Regions from separate parts of the Mus musculus genome. Here all the other regions are linked to region 3. Evidence: chromatin contacts called from public promoter capture Hi-C data. All regions are on one chromosome and are shown on one strand. The core of a region is the stretch at or near the end of the contact, and the rest is flanking DNA. Distances in the headings are between cores, read along the strand shown.

Region 1 (3,219 bases), core at 318-2,817, 4.1 Mb after region 3:
GAAAGGGCCTTCAACTAAGACATTTCACCCATCAGATTAGCCTATGGGGCATTTTTTAATCACTAATTGACATGGAAGAACACAGGACACTGTGTGCCACCAGCCCCAGGCATGTGAACGTGAGCTGTATAAAAAGCCAGTAAGCAGTGTTCCTCCAAGGACTCTGCTGCTGTCCCTGCTCTGTAATGCCTCCACAATAGACTATATAACCTACAAACCACATAATCCCTTTCCTCCCCCACTCAGCATTTGGTCAGGACAACCAAACTCACAGTTCTAGTCTCTGTTCCCTAGACCATATACAAATGTTGTTTACTGATCACACTTGTAATCGAAAACATTTAAGAAAACTCTATTAGATATTAGTTTGCTTAAAGTATCTTTGACCCCAGATTTAAATTCCTTGCCTGTACATCTATCTGCGTGATCTTGGCAACCATACTGAGTTAAACCAACTGCAACTTCTTGGTTATGGGTACCTGATGTTTTCTGTTTCTGGCTGTGCATAACCTGAAATCCTGATTCCCAGTATGTAGCATATCTAACAGCACCTCCTCCATAGGATTTCGAGTAAATGAAAACTGCATCCTGGTTCTTACTGTTCCATCCCTACATTTCCCAGGAGAGAGAAAACAGCATTCCAGTGTTAACACCTCACTGTGAATGCTTCCTGGCTCAATGCTGCTGCTCCCTTCCTGGCAATCCTCTGTGACTCAAATTAAAATCTTGACTTACCCCACCCCCACCCCCAGGCACAGCCATGGGGGAGGTAACGTTATACCAATTCCACTGAACAGAGTTCCTAAAAAGCCAACTCGAAGTTTCAATCCATCAGATACAGGGTAGTAGGTGGTAGGCCCAGAGGAAGAATTCATGTCTGGAAACTGCTAACTTAGTGATACCTTTCTAGTAATAAAGAGCAGTATCAATAGTGACAAATGATGCTGCAGACTCTTAAAATGTTTATGACCCTAATGTTTCAGGTTCCTCCGTGCCATTTCTTCTGAATATTGGTCTCAACCGAACATTTGGGAGGCACTTGTATTTCGAATAAATACTTGGTAGGTCGGGTGAACTGGAAGGTACTCGAGTCACCAACCATCATTTAACATGCAATGCTAACTAAATTATTTTAGCCTCCATGTTAACACTAGCAGGCAGGCAGCACGGGGACCGACGCCCCTCACCTTAGCCAGGATGTAGTGCTGATAGGCGGCCAGGGGCAGAGTGACAGCACCGCGCAGGGCAACGGTGCTGAGTATGATGTTGCTCCACCAGGGGAGGCCGGTAGCCTCCTGCGCGCCCAGCAGCACTTCCTCCGCGGTGCGCACCGGCGCCGACGCTGCCAGGGCCTCATACCAGCCACCTGGAGAGGCCGCAGACACCGAAGCGGCTGCCCATACCGGAAGGGCTGGGAGCCGCGCGCTGCTCCAGGCGGGCGGTGATCCCGGTGCCGGGAGCCGCAGGGTGGGCAGCGACCTGAGCCACCCGGCACACGACCGGCACAGCATGGTTACACGGAGCGGGCGGCCAACTAGAGCACTAGCACCAGGAGGTTGCGCGCATGCGCGAACCCGAGGCCACGCCTGACCTTCCCAGCCGAAAGCCCTGTCCAGTGTCGCGCTAGAGATGACGTAAGACTCCGCCTTTCCCACGCGGCAATGAGCCGCTTGAGGCTCTCTTAACTCCTTTCCTTGCTGGGGTGGAGTTCAGAGCGGGAACCGGAACTGCAGGGGTAGGCGGGGCGAGCAAACTGCCTTGCTGTTGAGTTTCAGTTTCCACTCAAGGAAATTGTGGCTTGAGTACTTTTTGTGACTCGGCTGTTTCCGCCCAAGGCGCGCAGCATCTATCTCCGTTTTCTCTACGCACTGCTGAAACACCTACTTTGGGAATAGTGTTTCTGGCTCGGTCAGTGTTAAGTCTGCGTCCTTTATCCCCCTAGGCAGCTCTACTTTATAATAAGACCTAAATGTCTTTATCTGTTCCGGTTAGCATTCTGTATTCCTTTATAAACAGAATGCAGAAATGCCGAGTGGTGGCGCACGCCTTTAATCCCAGCACTTGGGAGGCAGAGGCAGGCGAATTTCTGAGTTCGAGGCCAGCCTGGTCTACTGAGTGAGTTCCAGGACAGCCAGGGCTATAAAGAGAAACCCTGTCTCGAAAAACCAAAAAAAAAAAAAGAAAAGAAAAAAACGAAATAAATAAATAAGAAGAAGAATCACCATCATAATAAGGAGCAGGGAAAAATACTATTTTTCATTTTACAAAATGAATTCCATCAACAGCACAATTTTGCTTCAACGGTTAAATGGAATGCACAGGGCTTTTAACAACTGTGTGTTTTTCACATTCGTGTTCCTGTCAACAGAAAATAAATGGAACAACGAAGTGCCCACTCCTAGGGTAGGCCAAAGTGAATTGAGTTTTTAGAAACCTCTCCCATGTTTGGTAAAGCCAAACTGTGGACACTGTCCTCTACTTTATTGAACACCTACCAAAGCTGTCAGATAGCGTATTTTCTGAAACTTGGGTAACCTGCCTTTAGTTCCCATAGCATAATCCCTTTTAAAAACAGCTCACTTATCTCTTGCTAGTTTAAGAAACCACCGTATTTCCATAAAACTGTTAATATCCAGTAGGCCCTTCCAAGATGGCCTTAAGCCAGAGAAGTTACTTAAAAACAACTCCCCCAAGTCCCAACTTACCATACATGAGAACCTAGAATTAATTCTCAACACTGGGAAAGTAGGTAAATTTATTATGTGTAATAAATAAGCCTGTTATTTGTAGATCTATTGTTCACAAACCCTAAACCAAAAATTTCAAGCAGTTATTAAAATCTTTAACAATTTTTTTCTACAGCTACAGGTAACTGACAACCTCTTCTGATAAAACTGCACACCTGCATTCATGTCAAAGTAATGGAAATAAATTTAAAAACTAAACCCATATATTGTTATGTGAACTAAACTTCTTAATACTTATTTTGTGATGTTGCATATATGAGCATATTTAACTTTTTGTCTTCTTAATAATGTGCATATGACGTGTCTGTAAATCTAACACTAACCCTGAGGAGGAAACTCATGTGGTATCAGAGACCACTTGAGAATTCTAAGGATTGGATTGAGGTTATCAGGCATAGCTTTATGCCTCCCCCATAGGCCCTTGAGATATACAATATGTTCTCTCTGTAGCACAGGCTATTCAAGGACTCAC
Region 2 (3,108 bases), core at 382-2,881, 4.2 Mb after region 3:
ATTTCCTCCATATTTGGGTGTTTAAAGCTTCCATTTCCTAATATTGACAAAAGGGTTTGTTCTAAAAGAACTAACAACTGGTAGGTCATAGTTTGCTATCAGTATGGTTCATTAAGCTTTTGGGTTAAAAGGAATAAGGTCCTACAACGCCGCCTGTCTGTAGACCCAGGAAAAACTATAAGGAGTTATGAAACCAGATCACTAGAACATAAGGCCTCCCTATCCCAATCACAACCATGCCCGGGTGCAAAACAGACACTTCATCCCTGCTTACTTTACAATAGATAAATAAATAAAGTTAATTAAATAAAAGCGGGGTATGGTTTGATTATTTCTTATTAAGGGAGAACCCGATGGATTATTACACATACACGCAGAGCACCTAACAATTTTTACGTACTAAGTCACTTGTAAACGCATATGGAGGGATAGAAGATCGGCTCATCCATAAATCTTTCACAAATCGAGGAAGCGAAGAGTACTTCAGCAGCCACGAGTTTAGAGAGAGAGAGAGAGAGAGAGAGAGAGAAAGAGAAAAGAAAAAGCCCTGCAGCAAAACAGTATGGAAAAGTACAGCCTCTCACGTGTCTCTCCCAGATACAAATACTTAGCTCCGAGTCCATTACAATCTTACCGCCCCTCCACAACTGCTCCCGGCCACCTTCCACTGACAGAAAACTACCAAGCTCGCAGTCGGTCCCCCGGAGACTCTCCTACCTATTATCTTACCCCTCCCGCTTTAGCTCCGCCCCCGCCCCGGGAATGAGGTGGCCTTACTGGCCCCAGAGAGACCACCCTTCGGCCCCAAAGTGCCACCCGGGAATCCGACCAATCAATCCCTCCACCCTTCACCCTGCGAAGCAGCATCCTCGGCTAGCCAGCTTCTCGGCAACTCCGTGCACTCTCCGGTCCTCCCACCCCCACGTGTCAGCTACCCTCCCCCACGTCCCCACACCTCACGACTCAGGCCGAGCAAAGAAAGGGGGCAGCCGAAAGCCCGGTCCCTCAGGGCAGATCGTAAGCCCCGAGGGCTCGGTCCCACCGCGAGTCCCCTCCCACCTTAGGCCCTCCACGGTCCCTTCCGCCCTCCTCGAGGTGAAACCAGGCCCTTGCCTCAGAAACCTCCTCTTCCTCGTCGTCGTCGTCCTCCTCTTCCTCGCTGTTGTTGCTGCTGGTGCCGCCGCCTCCTCCTCCTCCTCCACCGCCACCGCCGCCGCTGTTGTCGCTGTCGCTGCTGCTTTCGCTGCTGCTCGGGGGTCGGCAAGTCCGGTTCCGCTTGGCCTTGTGGTGCGGCGGCTGCTGCTGCTGCTGTTGCTGCGGTGGCTTCTTCTTCAGGAGCAGGTCGCAGACTCGCACCATCCCACGAGGAGAAGAGGCCGGGCGAGCCCCGCCGCCGACCTCCGCCGCCGCCGCCGCGGGGGGGGCCGCCACTGCCGCCGCCGCCGGGGGACTCCCTTCTCCCTCAGCCGCCGCCGGAACCGTCGCCTTCTCCATCCCCGCGGGAAGAGGGGGTGGGGGACGCGGACGGGGGAGGGGCGTGGGGGGGCTCCGCTCTACCGCGACTTCGGTCGCGCCGGGGCCGACACAGCGCTCCGGGCCGCCGCCGCCGCCACCGCCTCGGTCACCTCTACTGCCGCCGCCGCCGCCGCCGCTCCGCCAGCTCTCACCTCGTCTCGCGATACTAAGGGCGGGGAGCTTGGCGGAGGGAGGGAGAGAGGGAGGGAGGGAAGGGAGGGAGGGAGAGAGAGCGGGAGGGCTGAGGGGGGGCGAGGCGGAGCGCGAACGCCGTGCCCGGGAAAGCCGAGCAGGCGTCCGGAAGGAGCCGCCGGGGGAGTGCGCCTGGAGTGGCTTCCTCTGGGGAGACCGAGTCTGAGCGGGGACCGCAAGCAGGGACCGCGGGCGGGCGGGCGGGCGAGCGAATGAACGAGCGAGCGAGCAAGCGGGCGGGCGAACGAGCGCCTGGGTGGCTTGTCTTCTCCGCGCTACTTCCCCCACACACACAGCCCTGCAGCCCTCCCTCCTTCCTTCCTGGCTTCGTATTAGAACGCAGCCGCAGGCGGAAGCGCGGGTGACGCCATCAGCCGGCGCCGCGGCGGCCGCGCGAGCGCGGAGCCCTGCCTGCCTCTCCCAAGTGCAGACTCCAGGGCCGGGGAGTGGGCTCCCCCGCGAGCGAGCGAGCGATCGAGCGTGCGTGCGTGGGCGCAGGGAAGCAGAGGCAGTGGGATGGCGAGCAGTGGGGCCCGGGCTAAGTCGGGGGCGAGCGCAGAAGCGCGGGGGAAGCTGGGCGAGCGCGAGGCCTGGCCCCTCAGATCCGGGAGGTGGGGCCTCGCCCCGGACCTCCTGGATGGACTTTTCCTGCCTGGCCATTTTCTCCACCGCCTAAGCCAGAGAGCATTGGATCTTCCGAGAGAACTTCGTGAGAGGAGAGAGACTGAAGTCAGGTCCAAAAGAAAACTGTTTCCCCTCCACCATCCCTTGGAGCGATCACGTCCTCACTTAGAAAACTCTTGTCCGAGTTTGAGTCTCGGGTCCTAGGCTTCCTAAATCTGACTATTTTGTACACCTTTGTAATGTGCAGGAACGGAATCTAGTGATTTTTAAGACTATACACTTCCGAAGAGGTGGGTGTGGGAGCTGGGCCATCATCGTATGCATTTCTCGGTCTGGATTCTGAGATCATTTTGAGTACTTAGAAAACTTGCAGACCGATTGAAATGTAGCTTTCTTCTTCAAACAGACGTCTCCAGTGTAGCCCAGGCTAGCCTTGAACTGGCGATCTTCCTGAGATTATATGGGTCTGTACACCACCGTGTCATGTTTATGTAGCTTATTGAACTCAGAATTAGCCATTTCTGGGCTAGTACGAGTAGTGACATAAGGAAAATAAAGCAAACATCAAAGACAGATGTACTGGCACAAGATAAAAAAGTCCCTCAACTGACAAAGTTACCATTTTAAGACTTCTAAGTTTAGCTGAGTGCCTGATTTATTTTATTTATTTTTTAATTTTTTTTTTTTTTTGCATTTTCTTTTTAGTACTGGCATACCATATGAAATGTGGGCAGTTGCCAGTACACTACGGAGTACCACAGACGAATTGGTGATGAC
Region 3 (3,340 bases), core at 353-2,852:
ACGCCTTTAGTCCCAGCACTCGGGAGGCAGAGGCAGGCGGATTTCTGAGTTGGAGGCCAGCCTGGTCTACAAAGTGAGCTCCAGGACAGCCAGGGCTATTCAGAGAAACCCTGTCTCGAAAAACCAAAAAAGAATAGAAACCCTTAGACAAGGTCCTTCCATACAAAATGTATGTTTTCTTAGGTATCATCTTCCTTAGAGTTTTAAAATGTGTTGAAGTTAATTTCACTAACTGTTGCTATGTGCAGTGCTTGCTGTTGAGATTTTTAGAGCAACCAGACACTAACTGCACTGTAAGCACCTCATATAATAAAGTCAGCATATTCACACAACATATACTAAAACTATATATAAACCTGTAGTATCCTATCATTTTGTTTCTATTTTACACACTTTATTGCACTTGCTATTCTATGTTACACACAATGACTTAGGTGGATTAAAGTTCTGACTAAAAATGAGAACGGGGTTATGCTCAGCCGCTTAATGGCTATGGCCAACACTTAAAAAGCTCTGTCTCAATGATTGTTTCGAGAATATGTTCAAAAACAGTCACGCCTGATTGCACATACTTGTAATCTCAGAAATTCAGACGAGGAGGGAGGAAGCCATCTTTGGCAAACTTGGAGCCAGCCTCAGAATCAATATAATAATAATAATAATAATAATAACAACAACAACAACAACAACAACAATAACAAATCATCTGTAAGAGCAACTAAGGGGCAGATATTTGTATTCAATAATATTTCTTAAGTCGATTTTGGCAGCATTGGCCAGGGCAGACAATACTTCCATCCAGTCCTTGAAGTATATGTCTCAATGTGCAATGTAAAGCTAGTAACGTAAGAAATCCATCACTTCTATATTTGGTATGTAATAGTCATATACTGGGTAGGATACAAGCGGGGCTTTCTTAACTGTAAGATGACCAAAAGAGAACTAACGCAAACACTGGAGAGAGTATACCAGGACCCCAACCCCGGAATTTTTGCAGGCTGAGAAAGAAAAACTCCAAGATCCTCAGCGGGAAATAATCCTAGGAACCTTGGGCCCCGCCCCGCGCTCCAACACCCCCGTAGTAAACAGAGAGGATTCTCGGGGTGTCCACACTGCAACGGATTCATCCTGACTTGAGCTCTCAAGAACAGTTTTCCTAAGGAGCACGGCTGGAGGAGGATAGTGCTCCGTGGCGCTGAAGGAAGTGTGCCAAGCAACAGGGGCCACAACCCTCTCCTGAATGACTGGCCGCTCAGAAGTAGTGACCTGAGGGAAGGATGCTGGACCCGACCCGGGAAGAGCCGGTCTCCTCAGAGGAGCGGAGCTGGAGCAGCGAGGGCAGCGCCCACGCCGCCACACCCACCGCCCGCCGGCTCGCTCGCTCGTTCGCCACCTCGCTAGCTCCCTGTGGCTCCGCGCGGCCCCGTGGCCTCCGCGCGCTCCGAGCCGCCGGAACGCGAGAACGGAGCCCGCGTCGGCGTTCCTCCGCTCCTTCCCGCCCAGCCTGCCCCGGGCCAGGCCTCTCACCCGCAGGCTCCCCAGGAGGAGCAGGACGCCTCTTCACAGGAAAGCACAGCCAACGGCTCGGACCGCTCCATCGCCTTCCGACAGACTGACTGCAGCGAGGCGGGGAGGCAGGCGAGGGGGCGGGGCCGCGAGGGTCAAGGGGCGGGCGGCGACGTCACCAGGGGGAGGAGCTGGGGAAAAGTACGCCCAGGACAGGGTTTCCAGTCAGCCCCTGGGACACCTGACTTCCGGTTGGGGCGGGGCAACGGGGCGCGCTTCCTTGCAGGTGAGGGGAGTGCCTACGTGAAGGCTGCTGAGCGCTGAGGGCAAACGCGGAACCAAAACGCGTCACTTCCGGCTGTGAGAGCGTACCGCTCCAGGGGGCTCGACAGCTACCAGATGCTGTTGCCTTGCAAATCCAGAACTGTTACAGTGCCTTGAGGAGATCGCTTTTCTGAACAACAACAACAAAAAGAGGACATTTCCAGGCTGGGATTCCACTTAAAGATTCCATTTAAATTGTTTTGAACATCTATTACTGATCTCTGTAGTCAAGTGACTAAAAAGAGCTGTAAAATTTGGCACTTTCATTTTAAGGGAGGAAAAACAAGGAACTCAAATGATATGATCAAAGACATACAGCCAGTAACTCATATTACCAGTTCTCTGATTGCCGATTTCTCATCTAATTCTTTTTTTTCATTCATTCTCATTTTACCATTTTTAGAAAACAATTGTGTACACACAGTACAATTAAGAATCTTTGTTGTTGTTTTTTTTCGAGACAGGGTTTCTTTGTGCAGCCCTGGCTGTCCTGGAGCTCACTCTGTAGACCAGGCTGGCCTCGAACTCAGAAATCTGCCTGCCTCTGCCTCTTCCTCCCAAGTGCTGGGATTAAGTGTGTGCCACCACGCCCAGCTATTAAGAATCTTTCTAACTGGTGATGTGTTTGACGAAACACTAGCCCAATTTTAAAAATCCGTGTTTGATTATAGACATAGGGCAGCGTTCTGTAAAGTATAACAGGTTTTACTTCAAAATTGTCTTGAAATCACAAAAATGATTTTAGGGTTGGTGGTCACCACAGCACGAGAAGTTGTATGAAAGAGTCACAGCATTATCAGTGAGAACACAGTAGCTTCTCCGGGCAGAGGAACTTTGCTGTATGTTAAAGCATGTTTTTATATTTTTTACTAGCTTTGTGTCTTGACTTTTTCTGTATCTGTTACTGCTATTAGGGAAAATAAATTTTTATTTCCTTAGTCCAAGGAGACCATGGATTTAAGGGAAACTTTTCTAACTTAAAAACTATCTGTCCCTGTTGTATGGCTTGATTGAAAAAAAAAAAAAAAATGTGGCTCCCAACCAGGCAGCATACACTAGCTTGAGGCCCTTGACACATGTACAGCAGAGGACTGCCAGGTCTGGTCTGAGTGAGAGACTTGAGGCCCCAGGGAGTGAGGAGGTCTGGTGGGGAAGGGTGGGGGAGGGGCATCCTCTCGAAGAGGGAAAAGGAGGAGGAGGAGGAGGAGGAATGGGATGAGGAACTGCCAGAGGGCAGACCTGGAGGGGGACTGGACTGTTAAAAAAAAAAAAAAAAAAAAAAAAGATTTAAAAAAAGTAAAATACTAATACTACTAGTATGGCTCAATGCCTGTCATGTCCACTCCTATTCGTTCTCAACCCTGGTGTTAGCTGTCTCTTGTCTTCTTGTCTCTGTCTGTGCTGAGCTGCATCCTAACGCTGCATGTAATCATTCTACTTGCAAACATTTGTTTCTGAATAATTTCAGATTTACAGAAAATTTAGAAAGATAATAGAGAATTTATCTGAA

What was found. Promoter capture Hi-C pulls out the DNA fragments that hold promoters and counts their contacts.
Region 1: a contact with region 3 is called in a promoter capture Hi-C map of pre-B cells. The contact joins the promoter of Cox18 here to the promoter of Uba6 in region 3. A contact is called at or near these places in 2 of 39 promoter capture datasets (cranial neural crest and pre-B cells) and 1 of 484 Hi-C or Micro-C datasets (B cells).
Region 2: a contact with region 3 is called in a promoter capture Hi-C map of pre-B cells. The contact joins the promoter of Ankrd17 here to the promoter of Uba6 in region 3. A contact is called at or near these places in 2 of 39 promoter capture datasets (cranial neural crest and pre-B cells) and 1 of 484 Hi-C or Micro-C datasets (B cells).

The regions. Positions count from the first base shown.
Region 1 is chr5:90,222,429-90,225,647 of GRCm38.p6, forward strand. Cox18 (cytochrome c oxidase assembly protein 18) reads right to left here and starts at 1,568. Exons shown (of 6, transcript NM_001033310.3): 1 at 1,188-1,568. The coding sequence starts at 1,511.
Region 2 is chr5:90,364,554-90,367,661 of GRCm38.p6, forward strand. Ankrd17 (ankyrin repeat domain 17) reads right to left here and starts at 1,632. Exons shown (of 34, transcript NM_030886.2): 1 at 1,114-1,632. The coding sequence starts at 1,494. Gm9958 (predicted gene 9958) reads left to right here and starts at 2,444. Exons shown (of 1, transcript NR_045618.1): 1 at 2,444-3,108.
Region 3 is chr5:86,171,141-86,174,480 of GRCm38.p6, forward strand. It overlaps Uba6 (ubiquitin-like modifier activating enzyme 6), which reads right to left and starts at 1,603. Exons shown (of 33, transcript NM_172712.2): 1 at 1,528-1,603. The coding sequence starts at 1,598.